Regions from separate parts of the Rattus norvegicus genome. Here region 1 is linked to region 2. Evidence: chromatin contacts called from public Hi-C data. All regions are on one chromosome and are shown on one strand. Each heading gives the region's core, a stretch centred on a gene start, on an enhancer-like site or on the middle of the called end of the contact. The rest is flanking DNA. Distances are from core to core; before and after follow the strand shown. Region 1 has its middle 91 kb from the start of Col1a2. Region 2 overlaps Vps50 (VPS50 subunit of EARP/GARPII complex).

Evidence for each region. Hi-C and Micro-C count contacts between places; a contact is called where the count stands out from the background.
Region 1: a contact with region 2 is called in a Hi-C map of Schwann cells, with 9 times the contacts expected there. The contact joins two enhancer-like sites. A contact is called at or near these places in 2 of 12 Hi-C or Micro-C datasets (the Rat2 cell line and Schwann cells).

Annotation. Positions count from the first base shown.
Region 1 is chr4:33,424,710-33,430,776 of GRCr8, forward strand. No RefSeq gene overlaps it. Among named protein-coding and RNA genes, the nearest start is that of Col1a2, 91 kb to the right of the region's middle. Within about 2 kb of position 4,597, at least 16 of the 93 cell types and tissues checked have an H3K27ac peak or open chromatin away from gene starts, as enhancers often do. A contact at or near this core is called in Schwann cells, where this site is marked.
Region 2 is chr4:32,447,516-32,453,536 of GRCr8, forward strand. All of the region lies in intron 2 of Vps50 (VPS50 subunit of EARP/GARPII complex), which reads left to right. Among named protein-coding and RNA genes, the nearest start is that of Vps50, 11 kb to the left of the region's middle. Within about 2 kb of position 4,571, at least 42 of the 93 cell types and tissues checked have an H3K27ac peak or open chromatin away from gene starts, as enhancers often do. A contact at or near this core is called in Schwann cells, where this site is marked.

The DNA of each region.
Region 1 (6,067 bases), core at 3,347-5,846, 980 kb after region 2:
CATTAGGGTAATTGCAATGATACATTGGTATTAGTAATATGCAACAGAGTGACTGGAGAAGTGAAAGACACAGGTTTGGGATGGGGGACATTGTTCAATAAAGCAGGAGAAACATAGTCCTTGCTTAGGCAACAGGAGCACAGGATCTGCAACAGTGAGAAGAGCAATCACCTCAGACCTAGGGAAGAAATCAGGAGTGCAAAGAAAGCATTGTCAAGAACGAGAAGAGTTCCTACTACCGCATACAAAATGGGTATAGACTCAACAATTACTTTGTAAGAAAAATGAGGTCTATTAAATCCAGGAAGGGATTAAATAGAAAGAACAGGTTCTGGGTGTAATTCATTATCACTCAGAGGTACAAAGAGTTACTTCCATTGCCCTTTATTAAGAACTCTCCCCCAAGCAAAGTTCATATAATATAGAGTCAAGACAAAGGTGAATAACTGTAATTTTATAAAGTGGGAACGGGCATTAGGACATGAGGGCAGTGAAGATCACTGGAACCAAATCTGCTTCACATCCAGGGTGCCCATATAATTACATTTAGTTACACATGGGTAGGCTGTGAAAACAGCTGGGTGGACCTTAATTTAATTTAACTAATTGATTTATTGGTTTCATTAATTGCTGTCAAAGGATACAAATACTGTCCCCAGGGGCCACAGTTTAGTTGGTCATCACTATAGCTTCTAGAAAGTAATTGGATTTCTTAGTTTAGCCCTTAAGGTGAGCTATCAAAGAGCAAGCAAGATTTAACAATATACTGCCACTGCAAATAAAGACGGAGGGCTGCCTACTGGTACAGACAGTGTCTTCTGGCTTCTCGCTCTCATCCATGACAGGGTCTTTTCCTGTCAATCTTCTTTATCCCCTTTCATCAGAGCAAATTACTTTCATTTCAACTCCAAGTGTGCTCATGCTCTCTCTCTCTCTCTCTCTCTCTCTCTCTCTCTCTCTCTCTCTCTCTGTCTCACTGTCTCTCTCTCTGTCTCTCTCTGTATCTTTCTCTCTCTCTCTGTATCTTTCTCTGTCTCTCTGTGTCTGTCTCTCTGTCTCTGTCTGTCTGTCTTTGTCTGTCTCTGTCTCTGTCTCTGTCTGTCTCTCTCTGTCTCTCTGTTTCTCTCTCTGTCTCTCTCTGTCTCTGTCTCTCTCTGTCCCTGTCTGTCTCTCTGTCTCTGTCTGTCTCTGTCTGTCTCTCTGTTTCTCTCTCTGTCTCTCTCTGTCTCTCTCTGTCTCTCTCTGTCTCTCTGTCTCTCTCTGTCTCTGTGTGTGTGTGTGTGTCTCATTCTTTTCTTTGGATTTCATTTTTCACTCTTAAATATGAATTTCCTATATTAATTGATGAATAATTGGTAGTGAATAATTCAAGAAAATACATTGATTTGGTTTTCATAGTTAAATTTTAGCCTTTGCAAATACAAAAGCCTAGAGCTTTAAGTAGCTGGTATCTATTGCCACTTTAAGCAAAGTTAATAGTTACACAATTTCACATACTGAGAAGGGAAAAAACAAACTCTGAATCCTATATGTATTATCCTTTGACCTTTTGTCTCTGCATAACAGATGGAATTACAATGACAAAAAAAATTATAAGTAAAACTTTTGAAATGCTCTTTATTCAGTAACATAACACACAGAGGCACATACAAAATCAGAGAGAACAGAATTTACTTTTACTCTTTTTTCCCAACTCTCTCTATCTGTCATTTTGTCCCCAAGTTTGGCATCTTGAGGATTGGAAAGGACCCGTATCATTCAGAAGAAGTTAGCATGTGAATGCTGGCCACCAATGTGTCCAGCAGTGTGGCCACTAGATGAGAATCTGTGATGTGGGGTGATGCAGGTAGGGGGCAGTACAGAGCACGCCTCAGAACCGCAGATCAAAGGAAGCAGTTGCTTGTTACTTCACACAAGGGAAACAGTGCTTGGAGCCCATCCCAGAATATTTGGTAGGATAGGCATCTTGTAGATGCTCAAATCTTGCATCATTCAAATAAAAAGTAACCAATAAAAGAGGAGTGATGGACATTAGCAGAGCCTCTGTTATATTCAAAGGCTAACAGAAACCCTGGGAAATTCAGGAATTAGGGAATATTTTTGTAAGCACTCAAAACATTTTATTTTATAATCTTATTGCTGTGTAGGATTAAAGTGGGAGAATTTCATATTTACTCTTTTTCCTCACAATGTATTCCCTCTATTGAGAATAGATTTTTTTTTCTTGCATAACGTATCCTGATTATGGTTTCCCCTCCCTCTGCTCCTCCCAGTTCCTCCCCATCTCCCTCCCATCTGAATCCACCCCCTTCCTGCTTCTCAGTAGAAAAAAAATAAACAAAGAGATTATTGTTGAAGGAATAATAATAAAATAAAATGCAATCAGATAAAACCAAAACTAGCACATTGGAACTGAATAGAGCAAACAGCAGAAGAAGAGCCCAAGAGAAGACACAAGAAACAGACCTACTCATCCTCACACTCCCATAAAAAAAAAACAAAAAAAACCCACTAATTTAAAAGACATAATATGTACACAAAGAAACTGTAGTGTAAAAAGAATATAAATATGTATAGATGGGATTACATTTTTAAAAATATTTATAAAAGAAAAAGAGAAAGACAGAACGCAACATTGGGAGACAAGGGACCCTCTAAAGATGCCCCTGAGCTTGACTGAGTTTATAGAAAACATGTTCTTGGAAGTTCGACAGTGCAGAAAAATGGGGCATCCTTGCCTAACGTATGTTTCTCATGTGTTATGCTCCCTCTATGTTTAATGCCTGGACGCCTACAAAAGGTACATTTCCTTTCAGTTTTTACAATTATTGTTTCAGAGTTAATTTTGGGCACCATCTGTTCTGAGATGGAAGATGAAAAGTTTCTTAGATGGGAGGGATGATTGTAGCAGCGTGAACTGTGATTTCACCGAGGAGTCAAAATCCTGAAGGTCCCAGGGTGCTGCCCGTGTTTCAGCGTCATCTCAGTACAGAAGAGAGAGGAGAGGAAGCTCTGGTGTCCAGTGAACACTAGAACAAGAAGCAAGCAGCATTCACTTATATCCCTGCTTCTCAGCTTTTCTATTTACTCTGTAGTTCAATCCCGCCTCCAGTGGCATTTCCCATGTGAGTAATTTCATTGTGTTCATACTCTGATACCTTGGCTATTAAACTGTATTGTTCTTATAATCACAGAGTGCTACTAAAATACTAGAGTTAAGTCTTCATAAAACAATAATAGCATTACCCTTAACAGCATATAAAATATAGTTTGCATACTCTATTGACATTCATTCACACTGAATCATGGCCTAATTTTGCATCCCACAATTTCTTAGGACCCTTAATATGCTCCTAGACTTTGTGACTGTGGTTTGGTTTTGACTGCACATGTCCAAATGTAAATGCAGTGACTGTTGATAATATGTCTTATGTAATATACAAAAATGATCTTGATTTGTTTTGCTACAAGCCAAGAGAGCCTTTGTAAACTGCCTGCATGCTTATGAATTTCCCTATCAACCTCATTGCCAATAACAGGATGACCATGGCGGGGTGTCATTTTTCTAAAGGATTTGTAAGGTGATGTCTGGTGACTATATCATGTGTGCTGGGCTACAAGGTGGGTTTGAGCTCATCAAGACTCTCTGGGGTAATTAGTCCTTTTTAGACATAAATATGAAATTTTGTTTATAGGCTCTTACAACCGAAAGAGACTCTAAAATAAAATCATTTCTAATAACTTGACTCCCTCTAACAGACCCCACTTCTATCTCCACAAGGGATCAGGGTCCCCCTTGTGACACTATCACCCACCCCCTTTCTGCTGGAACCCAGAGCTGCTGCAGTCTAAAAGCACCCAGTTTTATTTTACGTTCCTTTAAGGGAGAGCTGGCCTTTCTGCCATGGAGCTCCTTTTATTGCACATGCAGAGTAAGGGACACTGGAACAGAAAAGAATTGCTGTGGAGGAAGAACTGAGGCTTATATCATCATCAACAAACAAAACACACACACACACACACACACACACACACACACACACACACACAAACCAAAAAAAAAAAAAAAAACAAGAAAAAACAAAAACAAAAAAAAAAAAACTAGCTGCCCATAGCACATAATGGATTTCCCCAGAAACTGGACCAAACTGGTATTGACCAAGGATCAGTCAATGATGTCCAACAATGAATTGCCTCTAATGAGGACTCTAACATCTGCTTATGCTTCAGACCACAGCTCAAATCTCTCATCTTCCTTGATAACTATAACTAGCGTTAATAATTAATACCATTTCCCCTGTGTCCTGGGCAGTACATATAAATCTCTATTGTCACTAAGAGTTTGTCACCCAGAGGGATGATAAAGTATGTCCAGGCAAGTGACTGTATCTTATCATTTTTCTATCTTCGGTGTCTGGAACAGAAGAGCAGTTTAACAAATGTCTGAACGTAAAAGAAAATGTCAAAGAAAAACAGGAAGAAGATACATACAAGGGTATGAACATCAGGGGGCGTCAGAGAAAGATTGCAGAAGTGTATGAAATCTCATCTCTTTTTATGACGGTGGAAGCCTGTAAATGTAGCCAGACAGTCCTAACCAGGATTGTGAATTCATTTCTGAAAGCAAGGCAAGTTTAGTTGCTCTGGCTCCTCTGGTAACTCTGGCCAACATGATTTCAATTCTTTCCTGTTCCTTCTGGTAAGTCTCAACAATGAACATCCATCCTGTCCTTGCAGATGTAGCAACGGGCCTGCATTTTCTCTGGCTAGAAACCCTGTACTGTTCCATGACATTTTGTAGAAAGACATTGCAACAATGTGTTTTAAAGCAGATTGATTTTCCAGCCACTCTCTGCACTCTGCCGCTGTGTTCCTCTATCCAGTACTCAGTACTGTAGTCTTCACAAAGCAACACTAGAGGGATCAGCCTCATATTTTTCAGAGGCCTTTTGTGTCAGCCAAGCCAAGTACAATTAAGGCTGTTCCCAGAAGGAGGAACGGATAACGTTGGCAACTGGGCTGTACCACCCAGAACCGCAAAAAGAAAAAAGCTGCAAACGTAACCAACTGGTTTTCCTCAGCCTTTATGACCCAGAAAACCTACGTGGCATATTCGATGGCATTTTCTATGGTGAGAGGCAGTACTTTGGAAAATTATCTTTTAAAAATTAGCCAGATGTCCCTTGGGGGCTCATGAGAAAGTCTGCAACCTGGAGTGGGGGGGTGGGGGTGGATTGAAGCAATAAATAAGCAAACTTGTTGCTCAATAATACTGCCAATTTTTCTCCCCCTTTCTCTCTCTGTCTCTCTCTGTGTGTCTCTCTCTATGTGTCTCTGTCTCTCTGTCTCTCGTCTATCTGTCTATCTGGCTCTCTGTCTCTGTCTCTGTCTCTCTCTCTCTCTCACACACATACATACATACACAAACACACACACACACACACACACACACACACACACACACGATAAATGACGATAAATGTCAGATTTTTCCCAGCTGATAAGCACATTCAGATTTCAGACTAAAAATCCCCAATCGGACTAAGGCTGTTGATGAGGGAAAGACACACAAACTCCCCTCTTTGAGATAAGGTAGTAAAACAACCCCATACCCTTCATCCGCACATTTCGCTTGTCATTTTTGCTTCACCTGTGGACCAGAACATACCCATAACCGAACAAAACAAACGGTGTGGTGCTGGTGTTTATAGACGGATGAAAGGGAAGTAATCAGGCTGATGATCCGAGTCTGTCAGAACTAACAAGTTGAGTGAATCAGATAAAATTAATGAAGGGAGAAAAAAAACCATTTCTTGCCTGTAATGTCAGACAACACTGTAGCTTTAATTTGTCGATTTCACAAAGGCCTTCTGGGCTCCCGAGCTTATTCGGTTAGTGAATTACCTCGCTTGCTGATCCTCTCATCCCCCTGGTCCGTCTTAATTAATATAAAAACCATGCTGCTCTAATAATTTGATCAAACCATTTCTCTCCTCAAATCCTCGCAGTAGCTTTTAATTGCACTAAAACCTGGAATTCAATTTAAAATCGATACTCAGGCTGCGTC
Region 2 (6,021 bases), core at 3,321-5,820:
ATTAAAAATACATGAATTTCGTAGTAGGAATGGTCTGTTGTCTTTAAACCCCAAGACCTGATGTTTTTTGTGATAGTGGTGGCAGTGGATTTGTGCATAGTTCTTATGGATTCTTTATTGCATTTTTTTGTGATATCTGGCCATGGGTAGAGTGTACAGACTGGGGGTTACAAGATCAGCAAGTGAAACTGGTTCAGGGGAACGTTATGTCTAACCATTGATCTTTTGGGCACATCCTGAGGAGTTTATAGATTGTAAAGTAATTAATAGAAACTGATGCTGTGCGCTAACTTGCAGCTAGCCTTATGATAAGAACACCTTCCAAGAGCCCCGTGTCTGTTTGCTCTCTGTGTACTGGCAGCATCACAAAAACTGGGGATTGTAGGGCTGCTGCCACCTCTCCAAGTGGCTCTACACACACAGGAGCCATACAGTCCAGGGTGGTGATGCTGCAGTGGTAGACTTGAGTTTGATGTGAATTGGACTCACAGTCAGAGGACCCGAGTTCTGTGACTGCACAGTGGGGCAGAGTGTGTGTGTGTGTGTGTGTGTGTGTGTGTGTGTGTGTGTGGTGTGTATGCATATGTATATAGTATTTAACCATATATAGTAAATGATTTCTGTACTGTTGCTTTAAAATTAATGTGTGTAACTTAGTGCTTGATCACTTGCAATTCGCTGTCTTCAAAAACTGATCCTAAGTTTTTCAGATTAGTGAAAGCATTTACAAAAATGGAAAATATTAATTTAAAATGAGTCTTTTAAAATAACCCTTTTGTTTACTGTAGAAGCAGCATATAAGATATACAGAAAATATTCTAGAAATAATTTACAAATTCTAGAAAAATATTACAAAAATCCCCAGCACTGTGAAGGGTGACGTTTTCTTCCTGTAGTCTCCCCGTGACTTTTCAGTGACAGTTTGAATATTGCCTGTGTGCTAGACATGCTGTAGAACTGGCAGCACCACAGTGGAACATGACCTTGGAGGACAGAGGTGACGAGATCACCTTAGCCAGGCTGTGCTGCTTCATCTGAAGTGTGTCCCCTCCTGCTACTGTACCACAGGGCTATGTGCACTGGAGATGATTTTGAAACTTAAATTATGAATTCAGTAATCTATCTGTTGCATGAAAAATACAGTATATTACTAGGGTTAAAGCTATTTGGTGATGGGTTAAGATGAATGTGTTATTTATTCTACTTAAGCAATTTAAATGCTGTGAAGAAACATTCCACTTAATGGCATTACCATACTCATCAATATATAGGTAGAACATTGAAAATAATCCCTTCTGCTCAAGAATGAGCTCATTTTTTTTCTTTTTAATGCTGTAACATTCTAAACCCCAAAATATATTTATGCATTTTCTTTGGGCAGAGAATTTGAAAAATCAAATGAAGTCCACTTTATATTGTCTGATATATTTTAGTCCCCTAAAATTGACGTGATCATCTCAGTTTACAAGTTTAATGTATGAATACTTTTCTTTTTTTCTTTGTCATAATATCTTTCTAGTTGCAAGAAGGAACTGTCAAATTCAAGAAATAATTAGATTAGCTTGAGTTGTGATATATTGGAAGGCTCTAGAATAAGGGCTAGTGTATGTAGGAGTGGATTATTAGGCTGGATCATACTGTGGTCAGTTAGGTTAAAAATGATTAATATTTGCAAGTTCCAAGCTGGTTCAGCTCCCTAGGAAAAGGAGGGCAGTGAAGAGGAAGTGGAGAACAATGTGTTGTGCTGTCTGACGAGCCAGGACTTGCTTATTTTTTATTGTTTTAATTTTTTTTGAGACTTGTGTAATTGCTAAGGGAGGGGCAGAAACCTTGGACATTATCTGCATGGTGCTGGAGAGCAAGGAGTGGTTCAGGGGCAGGTGCTGAAGCAGGGTCCCCTGGAGGCTGATTAGGAAAGGTGATGGGTCACTGGACTGGTTTGTAACACAGGGGTGAAGACTTGGCTGCTGATTAAAAAGATACATACATGTGGTGGAGAAACAGAGAAGCCATGGATTTGAGGGAAATTTAGAAAGCAGAATCCAAGATTCAGGATTTCCTTGATGTGAGCAGGGAGAGCCGAGAAGTACTGAGGCTGGAGGGGCTGCGATGCTCCTCTTAGCAAATCGTGTTCTTCTAAGAGGGTCTAAAAGACTGTAAGAGCTAAAGGAAAACAGGGCAGGCATGCAGTGTGCGGCTCTGTCTGAATCCCTGAGTGTGCCGTGCCCTCGCTCCAGTATTAGCACTCCAGTCGTGGCAGACCGCTTACTATTCATCGAAGCCGAGCGTTATTTTTAAAGAGAGCTTACATTTTTTAAGGTTTCCAATGTTACTATCTTCAGTGTTTTTTCATACAGTAAATTTATAAAAATATAATAGAATCCTAGACTTGGGTTTACGTTTTAGCTGTACAAGAAATTGCTCACAAATATTTGGCAAAGGGTCAAAAAGAAATTTATGGTGTCTGATTTTTGTGATTTTTTTTTAAAGTAGATCAATATAATACATTTGTATGGTTGAAATCAGTTTTTATTAATTACTTAATTTTTCCACAAAGTGATTAAAATGCTTTTATTACCTAATCTTATTTCAAGTATGGATTAAAATAGTCATACTTTAACAGCCTCGCAGGAGTGTTTGTTCATAAATCATTTACTTGTAGCCTTCTTTCAAATTGTAATGTAACCAGTACGCCACTAGATGGCACTGAAGACCTGATGAAAACAGGGAAGGCCTTTATAGCCTGCTTTACTTAAAAGTACAGAAACAACCCAAGGAAGCCACTACATTTCATAGATTATTATTGTTGTTCTCCTGGGAATATAAGAACTGTACCATTTCTCCACGTAATCAGACATATGGCAGTTCATTATAATCTTATGTGGTACATGGTTTAGGATAGCCGAGATCTGAAAATAGGTTTGAAATTGTTTCATTTGGAAGCAGATCAGCCCTATATCTATCTGTTCAGTGATTTATGACTTTAATAATAATGATCAAATATTGAAAACCATATTTTTTTCTGTTCATTGTATATGGATTTGGTGACTAAGTTTATTAATTTTTTTGCTTTCACTTAGGGCTCTAACAGGATATTAGCTTTATGAGACTGCAGCATTGTGACTGTCGGTTCTACCTTGCCGTCTGGACTGAGGAAGGGATGCCAACACTTAAAACACAGACAAACAGACAGGAAATGCGTGCTTAGAGCTACAACATTTCTCCTTATCATCCTTCCAACACTCAGTCAGTCAGTCAGTCTGTCTGTCTCTGTCTCTGTCTCTCCCAGCATTCTGCCATCTAGGTAGAAAAGCAAGCATTTGTAAACTATGATCTAATATGGAAAGGGAAGTCGGGGTTCCAGTATTTAGTATATTAATTTTCTGCAGAGCTTTGATCATGACCTATGAACTGAGGAATTTATGTCAATTTACGTTATATAATTAGTTTGAATAAAGACCTAAAATTGATCGTTATGTATTCAAGGTGTTGTTTCTTTAATGTGAGGAAGCAGTTATAACTAGTTACTTCTGGATTAAGTGTTTGGCTCAGAGAGTATGGGGTTTTGGGTAGTTGGAAGGTAGTACTTAAATGCAAAACTTGGAGGCTTCTTTTCCTTTACCACGGATAAATTCCCTAAGAAATGACCCCGAGGTATGGAATTGTTTTTTAAAGTGATCATTTAGTTCCTCAGAAACCGAAAATATCTTGGAATGTTTTCCTCACAATCTTCATTTGAGGGCTTGCTTTGTTTTATGGGTTTGAATCCCCATAAAACCTTTTGTTTTTATGTTTAGATAAGAAGTAACCCAGCCTATGCAGAAATAATGACTGAAATATGTTACGAATCTTTTTCTTCATTTCTCATAAACTTGTGTTCGCAGTGTACGTTTTATGTTGTTTGTTCAGGTAGCTTTATCTACCTCCGAGATAATCGAATGGAGGAGCAGCTAGGTGGTAATGTATTCAACCTGCGTGCGACGGCAAACAGCCGCCACACACCAGGAGCGCTTCCCTGCCAGGCTGCTCAGATAATCCAGCCTGCTGTATTCTGTTAATAAAATATTGAACATTGATGCTTACTTTTGATACAGTGTCTGCCACAATGGCATATGTTATTTACTTTAATTAAAGGAAAACATACTTCTAGCGCATATACATGTATGTCCATACATTTGCGTGGTTTTAAAAGTCCCAATTTGTTTTCTTGCATCCTACTGCTTCCTAGTGAGCATGCATGGTACCTTTTTTTTTTTTTTTTTCCAAATCAAGGATCCTACAGGATTCATAATTGCATTTTGTTCTGGTCCTCGCTTTAAACTTGAATTTTTATGTGCTCTTCTGTCTTCCGAATGCCTCTCTTTTCCCTGAGGTTCGGAGCACTTGTACATTGGTCTTTTGTCTCCTTTCTTCCCTCTGCTCTGCTGGCCTTGCTGTTTAATTGTTCATCGAGCCTCTTTAGTCACTGCTTGCGGGCAAAGCCGAATTTTACTCACCACTGGCTGTGCCGTGGAGGAGAGTTTTCCATGTAGAGAATGAAATCAGCGTTTGTTACATGTAGCTCCAGTGGCTGACCGAGGGACGCTAACGGAGCCTGTGCAGCAGGCTAGCAAGCTCCTGATGGCACTGTGGGCTGATGTGTTCCTTTGCTTTCTCTGCTTTTGTTTCTTTCATGTGCTGTCAAATCCATGACTGTAATTGTTTCTTCCCAGCTTTAATTATGAGATGCATTGATGTACATTTTCTGTATTTTACTGATCGACAGTTAGGTTTTGTTGCATTTTATAGCCTTGACTTGTTGACAAATTAGTTTTGGATTTCACATTTTAAAGAGCATTCACACTACACTAATCTTCATACTCATTTAATTATCCTCTATAAATCGTAAGCCTCACTATAAAATAAACCATTATACTTCATTAATAATATAACAGTTAGCAAGACTGAACTATTTAATTCTAACTTACCTGAACTATCTCATTAATGTAACCTCCGTTTTCTTAACGTATTTTAATATGCAATAAAGAATTTTATATGGATTTAGTTTTTTCTGTTTGCCTTAAAATTTTTTGTAGGGAGTCTTTGGTTCATTTTTTATATAAAATATCTCATACTTACAAATTACCCTGTTGATTCTGTTTTAGATACAGAATTGCATATTTTTGTACATCCCTCATGCTAGGAAGTGAGTTTTTAACTCTAGCAAAATTACGCAGCAGCTATATTAAAAATGCAGTGTAGCTGCTTGTGTTTATTTTTTCTCATTTGCATACATAAAATACTTTTAAGTCATCTGATATTTTTGTTGTTTCTCATTAATAGAAGCATTATGAGTTTATGGACCTTGTTGCTTACCAAACTGCTTTTGTTTCGTGTTCTTTCTGAATATCATTCACTGTGGCATTACAAATTGACCTGTTAATTATTCCTGGAGCGCTTTGGCACTGCAGGGCATCACGATGCATCTGCAGCGTGGGCTGTGACTGGGCAGGCAGCCTAGCACCAGGGAAGCGTGCAGGGAGTGATGAAGTGGAGGCAGAGCCTGTCGGGCTGCAGCGCAGCGACTGCACCTCGGATGAGCGCAGATGTGCACTTCATAGAGAAGTCACTAGATAGGCGGAAAGGAGGGCTGTTTTATCGGGTCACAGTGATGTATCAGGGTATCTGGTTTGGGTAGAGTATTAATAGGAGAAAGACCACTGACCCAAATCATCAAGGCCAAACTAATTAAAGCAAGCAATTAATTAAAGCAAGCTTTTTAATTTGTGTACACAAGCTGCCTCCCCCTGAGGTAGGGCTTGAGAGGTCAGCCTTGGATGTGAGGAGGACAAGCAGGTTTTTTGTTTGTTTGTTTTGTTTTTCATTTTAATAAGCTCAGGGTTTCTAAATAAGGGATTTGGTGGACAGAATAGGTGGGTTATAGGAGCAGAACATAAACCTAACAAGTTAGCCATAAGCGCCTAAGTTTACAAGGTGGTGGTAACAACAGGAAGTCATAGCAGGGTAACCATAACAACCCTT